2 separate regions of the Mus musculus genome follow, and region 1 is linked to region 2. A link is a contact called in public HiChIP or PLAC-seq data. All regions are on one chromosome and are shown on one strand. Each heading gives the region's core, a stretch centred on a gene start, on an enhancer-like site or on the middle of the called end of the contact. The rest is flanking DNA. Distances are from core to core; before and after follow the strand shown.

The links. HiChIP or PLAC-seq counts read pairs in DNA pulled down with a chosen protein or histone mark.
Region 1: an H3K27ac HiChIP or PLAC-seq map of thymic regulatory T cells shows a contact between it and region 2, with 3 times the contacts expected there. The contact joins two enhancer-like sites. A contact is called at or near these places in 1 of 15 datasets of contacts at CTCF or cohesin (the NIH/3T3 cell line), 2 of 484 Hi-C or Micro-C datasets (nephron progenitors and uterus), 2 of 115 datasets of contacts at active chromatin or transcription factors (regulatory T cell precursor and thymic regulatory T cells) and 1 of 9 other capture datasets (liver).

The regions. Positions count from the first base shown.
Region 1 is chr12:73,490,480-73,497,238 of GRCm38.p6, forward strand. All of the region lies in intron 2 of Gm34080 (a long non-coding RNA gene), which reads left to right. It overlaps Gm34016 (a long non-coding RNA gene), which reads right to left. Exons shown (of 4, transcript XR_381683.2): 3 at 3,313-3,396; 4 at 1-426. Among named protein-coding and RNA genes, the nearest start is that of Gm34016, 15 kb to the right of the region's middle. Within about 2 kb of position 3,907, at least 20 of the 459 cell types and tissues checked have an H3K27ac peak or open chromatin away from gene starts, as enhancers often do. A contact at or near this core is called in regulatory T cell precursor and thymic regulatory T cells, where this site is marked.
Region 2 is chr12:73,199,158-73,205,901 of GRCm38.p6, forward strand. The region is part of intron 6 of Mnat1 (menage a trois 1); the gene reads left to right. It also overlaps the pseudogene Gm51250. Among named protein-coding and RNA genes, the nearest start is that of Gm23910, 57 kb to the left of the region's middle. Within about 2 kb of position 2,589, at least 124 of the 459 cell types and tissues checked have an H3K27ac peak or open chromatin away from gene starts, as enhancers often do. A contact at or near this core is called in regulatory T cell precursor and thymic regulatory T cells, where this site is marked.

The DNA.
Region 1 (6,759 bases), core at 2,657-5,156, 290 kb after region 2:
ACGTCTTTTTTCTTGTATATTGTACACATTAATATACTGTGCTTTGTCCTTTGATGCAGTATAGAACACTATTTGCTGGGTTGTTTTTGGTTTTGTTTGTTTGTTTGTTTTTGCTGTTTTGTGCTTCTTACCTGCTTCCTTTCTTCTTTTATTTTTTCTGAGAGACTCTGTGTAGACCAACCAGGGACTCACTCTAGCTCAGGCTGTCCTTGAACCCGTGCCCTTCCTGCTCCAGCCTTCCACTTGCTAGGATTACAGTTTTGCATCACCACTCAATAAAGCTTCTTTTGGCTTTCTCTCCAGATGTTACATGACTTTCTTTATATTTTTGCTGTATTTTTATTCTGTAACAGCGATGCGTTATTTATCAGACTTGGACTGATTGGTTGGTTTCCCAGGTAGCAGATCTGAGGTTCTCCAGTAATTCTGGAAATAATGAGGATGCTTGTTAGACTTAGCCTCTAGGTTTATTAGCCACTTTTTCATATATTCTATCTCTGTCTTGACTAAATTCTGAATAATTTATTCATATCTCTTCACCAGTTTACTAACTCCCTTTTATCTGTTCAATTTCTGGTTTATAGCACACCCGTTGAAAATTTAATTTCTAGAAAATCTAATTTTTAATTCTTTCCTGTTCTCTGTTCATATTTTCAAACTTTCCTTTCTAAAAAAAAAAAGAAAAAGAAAGAAAAAAAAAAGAAGAAACAGAAAAGAAAACTATTTGCATTCTGAGACTGAGATTTCAGAATAGGAAATATCTTGTGGACCTAATTCTGCCAATGATCATTCCCCGAGCCTTATTTGTTTATGGGTTTTGTGATTTTTTTTTTTTTTTTTTGATGCTGATGTCATGTTCTTGATACTCATCTGTAGGGATTGTTTGAAACCTGAGCTGTGGTTGACAGCAGTCGAAAAGATCTGTACTTGTCCTTAGTTGCCTGGAGGAAACCGTGACTTGGAAGTACTTTGAATTAAATTCTTCGCTTGTGTTTAGATCACAGAGATAGTACAAATTCAGGTCAAAAAAAAAAAAACCTATACAAAAACTAACTGTCAAGTATTTCCCTTGATACCACTTCAACACAGGAAGCTTGTTTCTAGTCTACTCTAAACTGTATGACTCATGGGATCCAACTTCACATGAAGGTCTCCTCTTTCATCCCTTATCTTGGCTGGGTCCTGAACCCTCACAATGAGAATCCAGGCCATCAGAGTTTAACAGTTGAGGTCTCACTCCAGGGCATTGCTGGCTTCTGTATATTCACTACTTCTCTTCCTTTGATAGAGAATGTACAACCGTGGTTACAATCACATTTTATACTAGACCAGAAACCCAGCTGATCAGGGTTCTAAGACAGTAAGTCTTTATGCCCCCTCTTAGGTTTAATTTTCCACAGGTTTTTCTCTGCAAACCCTAACATAGTAAACAATTGAACCCTGTGATGGTTAATTTTATCTGTCATCTCTGCCAGGCTGTGTAGTACCAAGTTGTTTGGTAAAATGTCAGTATAGATGTGAAAGTGTTTGAAAATGAGATTTAACATTTACAAACACAGACTTTCAATAAAGCAGATTACCTTTTGTAGACCGAGAGGGCCTTGTCCAATCCATTAAAATCCCAAAGTGAAAACCTGAGGCTTCCTTTGGAATTCACCCTCCAGGTTATAACACAGAAATCTTGCCTGCCCCTCTAGCTCGCTGCCCTTGTGTGGATTTCAGACCTGAGATGACACTATCAACTATTACCTAAAGTTTTGTCTCTATGAGATCCAGGTGTACCGTGCCCATAGTCACTGATCCAGTTTTTCAGAAAAGAGCTCTCTTTGTACATTTGAAAACACTCCGTTGGTTCTATTTTCCAAAGAACTCTGACCAGGGCAGACGTTCAAGAAACATTTATAAACAGTTGTAACATAACTGTATTTGTGAACAATGCGTTTGGAATAAACACTTGCTATTTAATTATTTAATTCCCTTTAACTCCTGGTCTGGGGCGTCCAGGTTTTGTCACTGCTTAGGAAAAGAGCTTAGGTCTGCTTCTGTGTTCTATCCCACGCTGCCACAGATCCTCTGCTTCACTCAGGCCCAAGTTAGTGTGATACAAAGAACTTCGTGTTGAGCTCAGATCGATACTACAGCTTAGAACTGCTATGAGTTTCAAGAGACACGCAGGAGACCACCAGCGTCTCCGGGACACCACAGTGTCCTTTGCAGGTTCACACACTGCTGGCTTATTAAACACGCGCTTCAGACCACGTCTCTCCTCATTCATTTGTGATCTGGACACTGGGGACTTTTTGGTATCAGGTTAGAAGAAGCTTGGGGGTTTAAAACAGGTAATAAAAGTCAAACAATACCAGAAATTACAAAGTCATGGTGAATGGGTGGAGGAGGCCATCGGCCCCTCTGGAGGATAGAAGGTTCTCGATTTTACCTGTCTGTCTCTAAGTCCATTACAAATGCTCACCTCACTCCCTACAAGACCTTGTACATTTCTCTAGGCTTAGGAGACCTTTCGCTGCTGAAGGCCTGGCTCTTGAATGTCACATGGTAGTGCTGGCTAAACTCTGAGGAGGAAATGAAACTCCTCATTAGTTCTGTAGAACCTGGTGCTACAAAACCAAGCAGCAAAGACCTGGAATGAGATTGTAGGTACAGGCTACTCTGGCATTTAAAGGTGTTGAGCCTGCCATATCTTGGAATGCTGTGGACAGCATGTCTCTCGCTCCAGGCTTTGTCCTCTATCTGGAGTAAAGGGTGTTGAGACAGACTACAGTTGTGAAAATTCATCAAAACTATACTTTAGATTCGTGCCTTTTACTGTAAGTGGCATCTCAGGAGAGGAGGGATTGAGGGAGATGGAATATTGATGATGATACTGTCCTTGGTACATCTTTGTGTGTGTGTGTGTGTGTGTGTGTGTGTGTGTGGTTTTGGGGATAACATCCGCCAAGGGCTATGTATACTATGCAGGTGCCTACCACCAAGCTCCAGCCCTGGTACTCTGAGTTCACTGGTTATCTTTGCGGGTTGGGGAACTGAGAGGTTTGTATCTAGACCCTCTTGAGTGCTAGGCAGGTGCTCTGCCACTGAGCTAAATCTTCAGACTCCTTTTCTGTTTTTACATTGAGACAAAAATCTCACTAAGTTCCCTAAACTGAGGCCCATCTAGGTCTCTGACGTGACTGGGAATTCAGTGGCTTGTGCCCCCTGCATCTGGCCTTCTCTATGTGGGTTCCATGCATCTTTCTGATTTCACCCACGTCACCTGAGGCTCAATGGCAGCGCCATCACCTTTCCCCTTCTCACCTGTGAAAGGCCATCCTGTCAGAACCTTCTCTGCGGCTTTGAGAAACATTTAGGGTAAAGTCAAAGGGAAGGCTATCATGACATCTGAAAGAGTAAAAGATCCAGACTTGTAATCCTAGCTACTCTGGAGATGGAGGCAGGAGGATTGCCACACCATGGTCTGCCTGGGCAAGTTCAAAGGCAACCTGGGGGACCAAGTGAGACCCTGTCTCAAAAGAAAAAAAAAATTAAAAACAGACTGGCTACGTAGATCAATGGTAGAGCACGTGCCTAGCATGCACAAGGCCCTAGATTCAACACCCAAAACTGAAACTAAACAAAACAGAAACCACGGGTTTCTCCCTAGCCTCAGAGGCAGACGTCTGTCCACATCCACAGGTCTGCTCTATCTATGTGGGCATCTCGGCGGGCAGCCTCTGAGCGCAGGATCTGCCTCCTTGACCTTCTCATAGAACGTCTGTTCTTTCAAACGCCTGTCAGGCTATAGCAGATATTACAAAGCTTGCACGAAGGCAAATATAGGGCCTGCCTTGGAGCCGTGCAAAGGCTGAGCTTTGATTTTATCTTCTGTTGGTTTCCTCAGCATAGCTAATGCCATGTTTCTGGTCAATAGACATGAAGGTGGAACTGCTCTGAGCAGGTCCGAGCCGGTCCGTTTCATCCCGTGGCCTGCTGACCTTGACGGCACTTTCATGTCCATTCATAGAGAGTTTACTGTAAAATGAAATTAAAGCAAACTGGATTCTCTCCAGAAAGGCAACGCTGGAGATATCTATGAGCGGGGAAATGCATCTACTGTACTCACTGCAGACTTCCCGAGCTCCCAGCCTCCCTCTCTCCTCTCACCTCGAACCCTCTCCTCCAGCTCTGCAGTGCAGATGGGAGGGGAGGGGAGGGGAGGGGAGGGGAGGGGAGGGGAGGGGAGGGGAGGGGAGGGGAGGGGAGGGGAGAGGAGAGGAGAGGAGAGGAGAGGAGAGGAGAGGAGAGGAGAGGAGAGGAGAGGAGAGGAGAGGAGAGGAGAGGAGAGATACCATGCGTGCCTATAGCCAGCCCTCCATCATCACCTCATAGCTTCAGGTCAAACGTCCTAGTCCTTTTTAGATGAACTTTAGAAGGAAACTCATTCCTCATCTTTCACACATTTCAAGATGTCTGCATTTCAGCTGAGCGCAACCCTCACAGCCACATAATAAACTATCCTCCTGCCCCCAGAGTTTAAAGGGAAAACCGAGTGGGGGTCCAAAGCATCTGTGGGTAGATGCAGTTTGGCATCTTAATAAATGTCTTAAATTTTTTTGAGTGGAACCTTGGCTTTTGTCTGTAAACCCTCGGGGGTAAAATGTGAACCCATTTCCTCACCGAAGAAATGTCACAGCACTTGACAGGCTGGGTTCTTTGATCCTCAAACATTGTGCCCCTCTGTGCTCTGTCTGTCCTTCCTTGCCGCCCCCCTCCCCAACCTAACTGAGGCTTTGTAACCTGATGCGCTATAAAGAGCATTTTCTACAAGGGTACAAAGTGATGTCCTTGCTTAATACTAAAGCTGTCCACCCATCGCCCTCGTCCCAAGTCCCGTCCCCTCCGAAGGCATGCACCATAAGGCTTGGCTGGCAGGCACGGAAGCTGGTTCAGCTGTTTTGAATTAGAGGTAGGGGGAGGCTTCTTTGTAATATATGACTTAATCAGTGTTCCTGAAGTAAACAACCCAAACTGAAGCTGGCAAGGACCGCCATTTGGACGACGTAAACCTCCTTTGGCTTTGGAGCAGGGACAGGATGTGGGACAAATAGGTGTGTTAGAGTTGATTGTTACAGATGGGTAGTGGTCCTTGGCCCTCCGTGGGAATGAAATATGGCAGTTGTGTTATTAGAATCCCCAGAGAAAGGACAGGATGCCAAGTTGAGTTTGAGTTCCAAATAGATAACAAATAACCGTTTAATATAAATAGATGACTACATTGCTTGGTGACTACAGAACCAATGAAACTCCAAGGCTGAAGAGGGGATTGTGTTCTTCATGTTATGTCTTTCCACCAAGACAGGGATCTACAAGTTAGGCCTGGTTCTGCCTCCCAGCCCCACGCTCCCAGAAACAAGACACAGACTCTAAATATATTTACAAATACCTTGGCCATATAGCCGGGCTCTACTCTGACTAGATCATAACTAGAGACACCCATTTATTTTAACCTACATTCTGCCACGTGGTTGGCTACCTGTGCTCAGGGACCATGTGTCAGTCTGGTCATACCTTCCCTAGGGAAACTCCTGCTTGGCTCTATCCCAGAATTCTTTCTCTTCCTGGATATTCTACCTCCTATTTCCTGCCTAAGCCATAGGGCATAGGCTTTTTAATTGATAGGTGATGCATCCATACAAAAAAGATATTCTTTCTTCACAAGGTTGGTGAACTTCAACAGGAAAGACTCTATGTGAAAACCCAGCCATGTCTGTGTCTGCTGGTCCATGCTTTCTCCTTAATACAAGATTTCTGTCAATAACACCCCAGCAGAGTTGGCATTAGCCTCACGAGGAAGCAGGCTGTGTAGAGGTGCCACCACCCCACAAAACAGAAAGGCAATGCTGTCACCATCCCAGTCAGTTCCATTGCGGAGACCTTAGTTAACCTACTGATTGAATTACTCAATGATGTCACCCAGAGGAATAACATCCATTGTTAAAATGGAAAAAAAAAAGCACTCAAAAATAACATTTGAGTTGTTACGATTTCTCCAACTGTAAATTTTAGGGAATTGTGTTATGTGTTTCAACTTTATAGTGAAGGTTCCTTATAAATCATGATTGTCCTCTCTGTTGCTGAAGGGCCACATAGAAAACAGCTCCTGAGAAAGTATGTGGAGATGTCAGAGCTGCCATGGTATAGTAGCGAGGAGGGAGTGTAAGGCTCAGAGAGGTTGTAATGTGGATTTACTGTGTAAGATTCGAGAACCTGCGTCCTCGCTGAGCCCTTGGGAAGACTCAACTACATTCTCACTGTGGAGTTGAGGAATGTGTTGGTATAGGAGCATGAGGATTTCTGAGCTCAGTGAAATAGTGAGAGATGCAGTGTAGAGTTAGAACATTCTAGAAAGACCCACAGTCCTGGAACAGCACCACTTCCTCTGTCCTAGACTATTTTCTACTCTAAAAAACATGGTGGTTAAATTATGAAAACTAGAGAAATCTTTTTTTTAAAGATTTATTTATTTTATGTATATGAGTACACACTGTAGCTGTACAGATGGTTGTGAGCCTTCATGTGGTTGTTGGGAGTTGAATTTGGGACCTCTGCTTGCTCCGGCCCAAAGATTTATTTATTATTATAAATAAGTACACTGTAGCTGTCTTCAGACGCACCAGAGAAGGGCGTCAGATCTCATCACAGGTGGTTGTGAGCCACCATGTGTTTGCTGGGATTTGAACTCAGGACCTTCGGAAGAGCAGTCAG
Region 2 (6,744 bases), core at 1,339-3,838:
TCAGTTCGTGTTGTGAGGCATTTTATGCTATTGTTTAATTCTCTTTTCTCCTGCCTTGCGGTATTTTGGACTCATGGAGTCCTTTTCTATGTCAGATAAAAATAAAGCCGGTCGCCGCCAGGTGTAAGACTTGACAGTAAGGTTGACAGTGATCAGAAGCTTTAGCTTTTCTTATGGGTCTGTATCATCTTAATTACACATTTTATTTTAATGAATACTGAATGATAATATTAATACTAGTCTGAGATCAATGTATTTAACACTGCGTTAAGAAATGCACACTCTCTGTAGCTGTTTCTGTCAGCAAACACTGGGCAGTGTCACTGCCTTGCAGTGTCTAGAGCTCCAGCTCCCAGCTGGAGGTGGTCGGCTGCTTTACTCCTGTAAGTGTCACTGTGAACGATAGGCAGGCAAAGGCAAGAAAAGAGGGGGGTGGCAGATGGCGGGGGAATAAAACAGTAAAGTTCTGCGGCCTTGTTTGTTTTGGCTAGTTCTTGTCCTAAGCACATGGAAATACTTTGCACATTTGAGAATTTTGAGCTTCTACCGTAAATCACTCATATAACAGAAACACAATTAAATTATTCTGTTGGGACTTTTCGTTTGTGGTGCTTCCTTTGTCATAAGTAAATAATTTTCTTCTTTCAAATCATATTCTTGATAATATATTTGGAGCATCAAAAGCACAGATTTAAATTGGGTAGTACAGCTAATATAAATAATGATTTATTTATCTAACATTTCCTTGTTATTCATAGTTTTTTGCTATAAAAATAAATGTTATTACTGGGAAGAGACTTAATATATTTACTAAAAGTCAATGTAATGAATTGTTTACAACTACCTGTGTTCCTAGATTTCATGTATATTAATTGGTATAATAAGTTTTAAGACTAGAAACCATGTTCTAGTGTTGAGTGCATTTGCATGTATATATGCAATATGGGCATTATTAATCACCCCACTTGTTATTGATGTGTTCACTAAGTACAAGATATAGGGGGAAGGCAGAGTGAAAGTACAAGCCTGCACGTTATTTGTTTAGCTATGTTTTATTTTAGCAGTGTGTCTCTTGTGTCGAACAGGTTAAGCATGAGAGAGATCAGCCAAGACTGGATCCAGGACCATCCCTTTCTGAACAAGTCTATTGTGCATGGTAGTAGGTCCTGCATTGCTGTGCTGTGCATGGTAGTAGGTCCTGCATTGCTGTGCTGCACACAGCTCTTTTGAATGAAGATTATTGGCATTGATAAGGCTTTGTAAAATAATTTTTTAAATTCCAAATTACTAATTTTAGTTTAGGGATTATAGCTGCAGATGTAATTACAATTTCTGATACAAGCTCAGTGTTCCTGGAAATGGTAAGTGATTACACTTCTTCTTGGCTATTTCAAGTTCTAGAAGAGTTCCACTACCCTTTCCTCAAAGGTTGTCAAGCTAGTTCCTTGTGTCCTACATGGTAACGAATTGTACATTTCTCATAGGAGCATCTGTGTTGGGAATGAGAAGTAGTAGAGAATAATTAGTCTCATTTTTTTTTTTTAGTCGGATAGTACAAGCAGTAGAACCTGAACCCCCATTTATAGAAGACAGAGTTGTGATGGCCATACGGCTTCACAGTCACATTGTGCGGGTTCAGATTCTGGCGCTGTGACTTAAAGCCTATGGGACCTGACAGATAACCTTGGTCATCTTTACACTGTACCTTGCAGTGTGCTGTTCATAGGATCCTTTCCATATCTTATTTGGCATTACTGTGTTGGAGGATTAAACCTCTTAGTCCTGTGTTTTGAATGTCTGAAGAAGTGTTTCAGAGTGTAGATAGTCTAAAATGAGCTGGACTCAGAGATGAAAGAATGTAATCTTAACATTGCTGTATTTGAAGCACTTTTCAAACCCAATGGTAACTACTGCTAATATTTGTATATCATGCTAACTTAGTGATAAATTATGTAAACTGTACATATTCTAAAATACCTATTTAGATCTTCTGCAGTGTTCTTGTCTGTACCTGAAATTTATGTTTTTGAAGTCTTTATAACAGCAGACTTAAAAAAAAAAGGCTAGTGTTTGATTGATGCCTCCACATGACCTGTTGATCTGTAACATGATGGAAAATGCTTTTGTTAACAGTGCTAATTGATACAAGTGAGTTAGTTACATTCATGATTTAAGTAAAAGATGTACAAAATTTAAAAAAATGGTTATAGAATCTTAAGCTTTTTAGAGAATGGAGGGAAGGGAGAACCTTTTGTTCTAAGTTGTAAATAGATTAACAGTGTCACAATCTTTTATAAACTATTAGTGAGTTTATAAGTCATTAAATGATATAAAATAACATTTTATAGATAATTGGAATTGTAAAAGTAAGTCTGTTACTTAATTTTTTCTGGAATTTTCTGCTAAGAAGATATGGTCTGGTTAAATTCATAATGAGACTAACTGCAGTCTGGCAATCCTTTAGAATTGCTGAAAACAAAAAAACAAAACAAAACAAAAAAAAAACCCCAAGAATGCAAAGTATGTCAGCGCCTCAGATGACCTCAGGGTTTAGAAATAGCCTTGTTTTCTTGAGTGAAATACTAGAGTTAGAGAGGCTGCATAAGCCTTCCTTCTCTTGTCCTCTGTGGCAGTGTTCACTGATGCCAAAGCAAGGACACGTGTCTCTGCTGTCAGAATCATGTCTTATGAAACAGGAAGTCTAGGTCTGCTTTTCTGAGACACTGTGGTTTTATGCCTTAATTAGATATGGAGAATTTTGTCTGTGTAACGTAGATTTTTGTCTCTGACTGTTGAAGGGAATTTTTGTTTTGTTTTGTAGTCTGGTGCTTTCAATTGCTAGGTCTGAAAATGTACTTAGAAGATTTGTTTAGAGACAAAGAGAGGCACATCTGTAGACTTGAGTGCTTTGCTGGTAGGTTGTGAGTCTTTAGCCATGCACAAAGACAGATGAGAGAATCAAATAAATAATAAATAAATCAAATAAATAGAAGAGAGATCATTAAAGAGAGAATCAAAAATTGAGAGGTTAGTAAGATTGTAGACGATCTTTCCTAGCCTGTCAAGTTCTGAGAGTCCTTGGAGTTTGTTATTTCTAGGCCCTGAGTTAGCCCTGGTTTTCTGTACTCTTCCAAGTTCTCATCTCAGGGAGCCTGATTCTGCTTTCATTAAGCCATGCTGAAGAAATGGTAGTGTTCTGTGTTAGTCTTTTTCTTTTTTTAAAAGGAAATTATGAGGATAAAATATATAAAGATAATTTCTATTGGTAATTAGAATACACAAATTTGAAGAAAGACACAATAAGTAAATAATCCTTAGTCTGTTTTAAAAAGAACTATTTTATATATTGCTTAAGAAAAATCATTTTATAAATGTTTTTTAAAAAATATCAATAATGAAGTAACTAAACCTAGGTGTTTATCAAATAAAACCATACAATTCCATTTCTCCCTTTTTTTTTTTTTTTGTTAAGAAAATTTTTGTGGTTTTATTGTATCATGAGGCATTGAAACATCTGAACAAATCAATATCTGGGCGGTTGGTGAGGCAGCTGCTTTCTCCTTAACTTCTTTGAGTTACTAGAGCAACTTGTCAGTAGATTAAAAAACAAAACAAAATAAAAAATAAAACAAAAACAAAACCCGACCATCGTTTGCATTACTTAAGTCTTTCCAAGGCATGCGCTGGTACAACACAAACTTCCTGTCAGATGCTACTAGTCTAGCATCCAAACATCATGCACAACACCGTGGTGACAGAAGTGCCCTGCACCCGCTCCCGCCTCGGCCCTGCTCGTTTGTGTATGATATTTGGAGCATGCTGATGATGCAGCTATCTGGTGTAGGCTGGTGGTCCTGCGCCGTGATGCTATGCTGAATTTTCTGGAACGGAAGGCTAGATAGCTTCTTCACAATGGCAGCTTTCCCCTGGAACTGCTGTCCTTCCCACGTAAGGCATGATGCATCAATATAAATTGTGCCTAGTTGGGTTCTGTCGTTATCAAATAACTGGTAGTAATGCTGAATAAAGCTGGATCCAGTCTGCTCCCAAACTGGCTTGTCTCCCATCCTGGAGTCACCCACCTCTGAGACCCGTGGGGCTGGCACGATGGCGGCAGCGGCGGCGGCAACCCCCCATTTCTCCCTCTTATATCTTCTTGAAGTCAGGAAGTTTTTCTTGTGGCACATTGAGGTTGTGGCTTAAGATCAGGGAGCATAATAGGATTCATAGTGGCAGGAGGAATTGGAGGATCTAGGGCTACCCCGTTGTAGGGACATACAGGGCCTAAGAAAGGCATTAGGTTCTAGATTGGGACTGCAGAGGACAAAATGAAAAAAAGAAATCAAAAGTTTGAGCATTTGAAAGCCTTGCCTGAGTACCAGCCATGCTCCTAAGAAAGAGAAAGCAAAGTTTTCTTTGATTTCCCTCTGTATTTTGCCCAGAGCCCAAGACAAAATTAAAGATAATTAATGTACTTTATATGTTGTCAGTCTGGGATCACACTATCTACCATTAATAATGTTCCTTCTACAGGAAGATAGTTTGAATGTCATTATAAACAGATCCCACCCCTTTTTGCCTTTTTTTTGGGAGGGAGGAAGGAAGGGAGGGATGATAGGTTTTTGCTAAGCTGTCTAGGCTGTCTAGGCAGTTTGTAACCCTGACTGTCTTTAAACTATCTATGCTCTCACCTCACCTCTGCACTGGAAATATTATGAGCCTGTAACACCATGTCAGGCTAGTCTACAAAACATTCTATAAAGGTTGCATTAGATATATTGATGATTGTCTGCAGTGATTGTATGTGTTTGGATATTGAATGACAATATGGCATGAAAGACCCTCCTCCTCATGATGATGATGATGATGTAGCACTGATAATAAAGGGTATTTTGTTGCCACTTTGACACTGCTAAATCCTTTATATTTTATTTGCTTTCTTAAATATACTTATAAGCAAAACTGAGACTTAATAAAAGTCCCTGTTCATCTTTGTTCAGAGCATACATTTCATGATGACCTTTGGGATTGCATAGGCTCCCCCATCTCTGTCTCTCTGTCTCTCTCTGTCTCTCTCGCTCTGTCTCTCTCTGTTTTGCTCTCTGTCTCTCTCTCTCTCTGTCTCTCTGCCTCTCTCTCTGTCTCTCTCTCTCTGTCTCTCTCTCTCTGTCTCTCTCTCTCTCTGTCTCTCTCTCTCTGTATTGTACATGTGGGGGCCAGTAGATGTCAGATGTCTTCTTCTAATTGCACTCCACCTCAGCTTTTGAGACAGTTTGTCACTGAACTTGAAGCTAACTTATTTCAGCTAGACTGGCTGGCTCAGAGAACCCCCGGGGTTCTTCTCTCAGTCCCCTCCGTTCTCAGTGCTTGGGTAGTTTCCTGGTGCTGTGCATATTACTCATGGAACCATTTTCCCAGTCAAAAGTCTGTATTTTTAATATTGCATTATTTTAAAGACACATGTCTATGGAATGCCATAGGCAAGTAGACAGTAGACTTAGTTTCTTCCTGGAAAGAAGATATATTGGTAAAGCTATTTTGGTGTGAAGAATCAAAGCAAGTGAAGGAAAAATTGCTTCTACAGCCTTATTGGTTGAGTTCCAGGACAGTCAGACACCCTTGTTTCAAAAAGCAAGTTGGATGGAGTCTGAATAGTGACACCCAGATTGATCTTTGGTCCCCACACATATGCCATACATGTAGATACACCCATGTATGTACATGAGAGAACACACACACACACACACACACACACCCCTCCAGTTTTTCAGACCAGTTTTTGAGTCATTTTATATATGTTTGGTTTGTTTTATGAGTATCAATATTTATGTTGTTCTATATAGAATAGATTCATATTGTGAATATTTCAGGTGAATAATAATTTTCTTATATACTTAATTTTTTCAAGTTGTAATGCCCATAAAATACTTAAAATTTTTATTATTATTTTTTATTTCTGAGGTTATAATATAACTGAATCATTTCCCCCTCCCCCTTTCCTTCCTCTCTCCTGTGAACCTCCACTTGCTCTCTCCCAAACTCATGGTCTCTTTGTCTTCAGTTGTTGTCACACATACACAGATGGGAAACCACTTAAAGTTAATACTTTTATTCTCGGAGAGCCCACATTTTCTAGAAAAGGTGTTGTTTTGGTTTAGTGAATGACAAATGGCCCAAACTCCTAAAGTTTTAATTCCCTGGAGGGAGACAGAATAGAGATAGAAACTGCTGGAGAAAACTTTTCTAAAAGCTGAAATAACAATGGTAAACTAATGAAAGGGGTTTCTTCTTTAGCTGGAGACAAAGTATATTTGGTGCTGTTTGTGAATGTGCCTAGTTTACTTGCTAGGGAACCCCTAATTCCTACAAATGTCCTTAGCTTTTTTTTTAAACCACAAAATAATTTAATAGTAAATTATTTAAAAATGTACTCAGAAAAGCATTACGGGTACTTTCCAGTTTGTATACTTGGTGTTAACGCGAATATTGAAATGAAATAGTACAGCAAGGACATGCCCACTTGACTCAGCGTCACTCAGAGTCTAAGGTGTTCAGCCACTGAGAGGCCAGTTGGAACTTGACTTTGAGGGTAGATCACTTCTGCCGGCATGGGAGGTTTGCCCGTTTGTCCTTACTTCCTATCTTTTTACAGCAAGGCAGTACTTTTTGCTAGATCAATGATCAAGTGTGGTAATTCCTGTTATTAGAGAATAATCAGTTCCCGAGGAGGAGCCGCTGAGGATG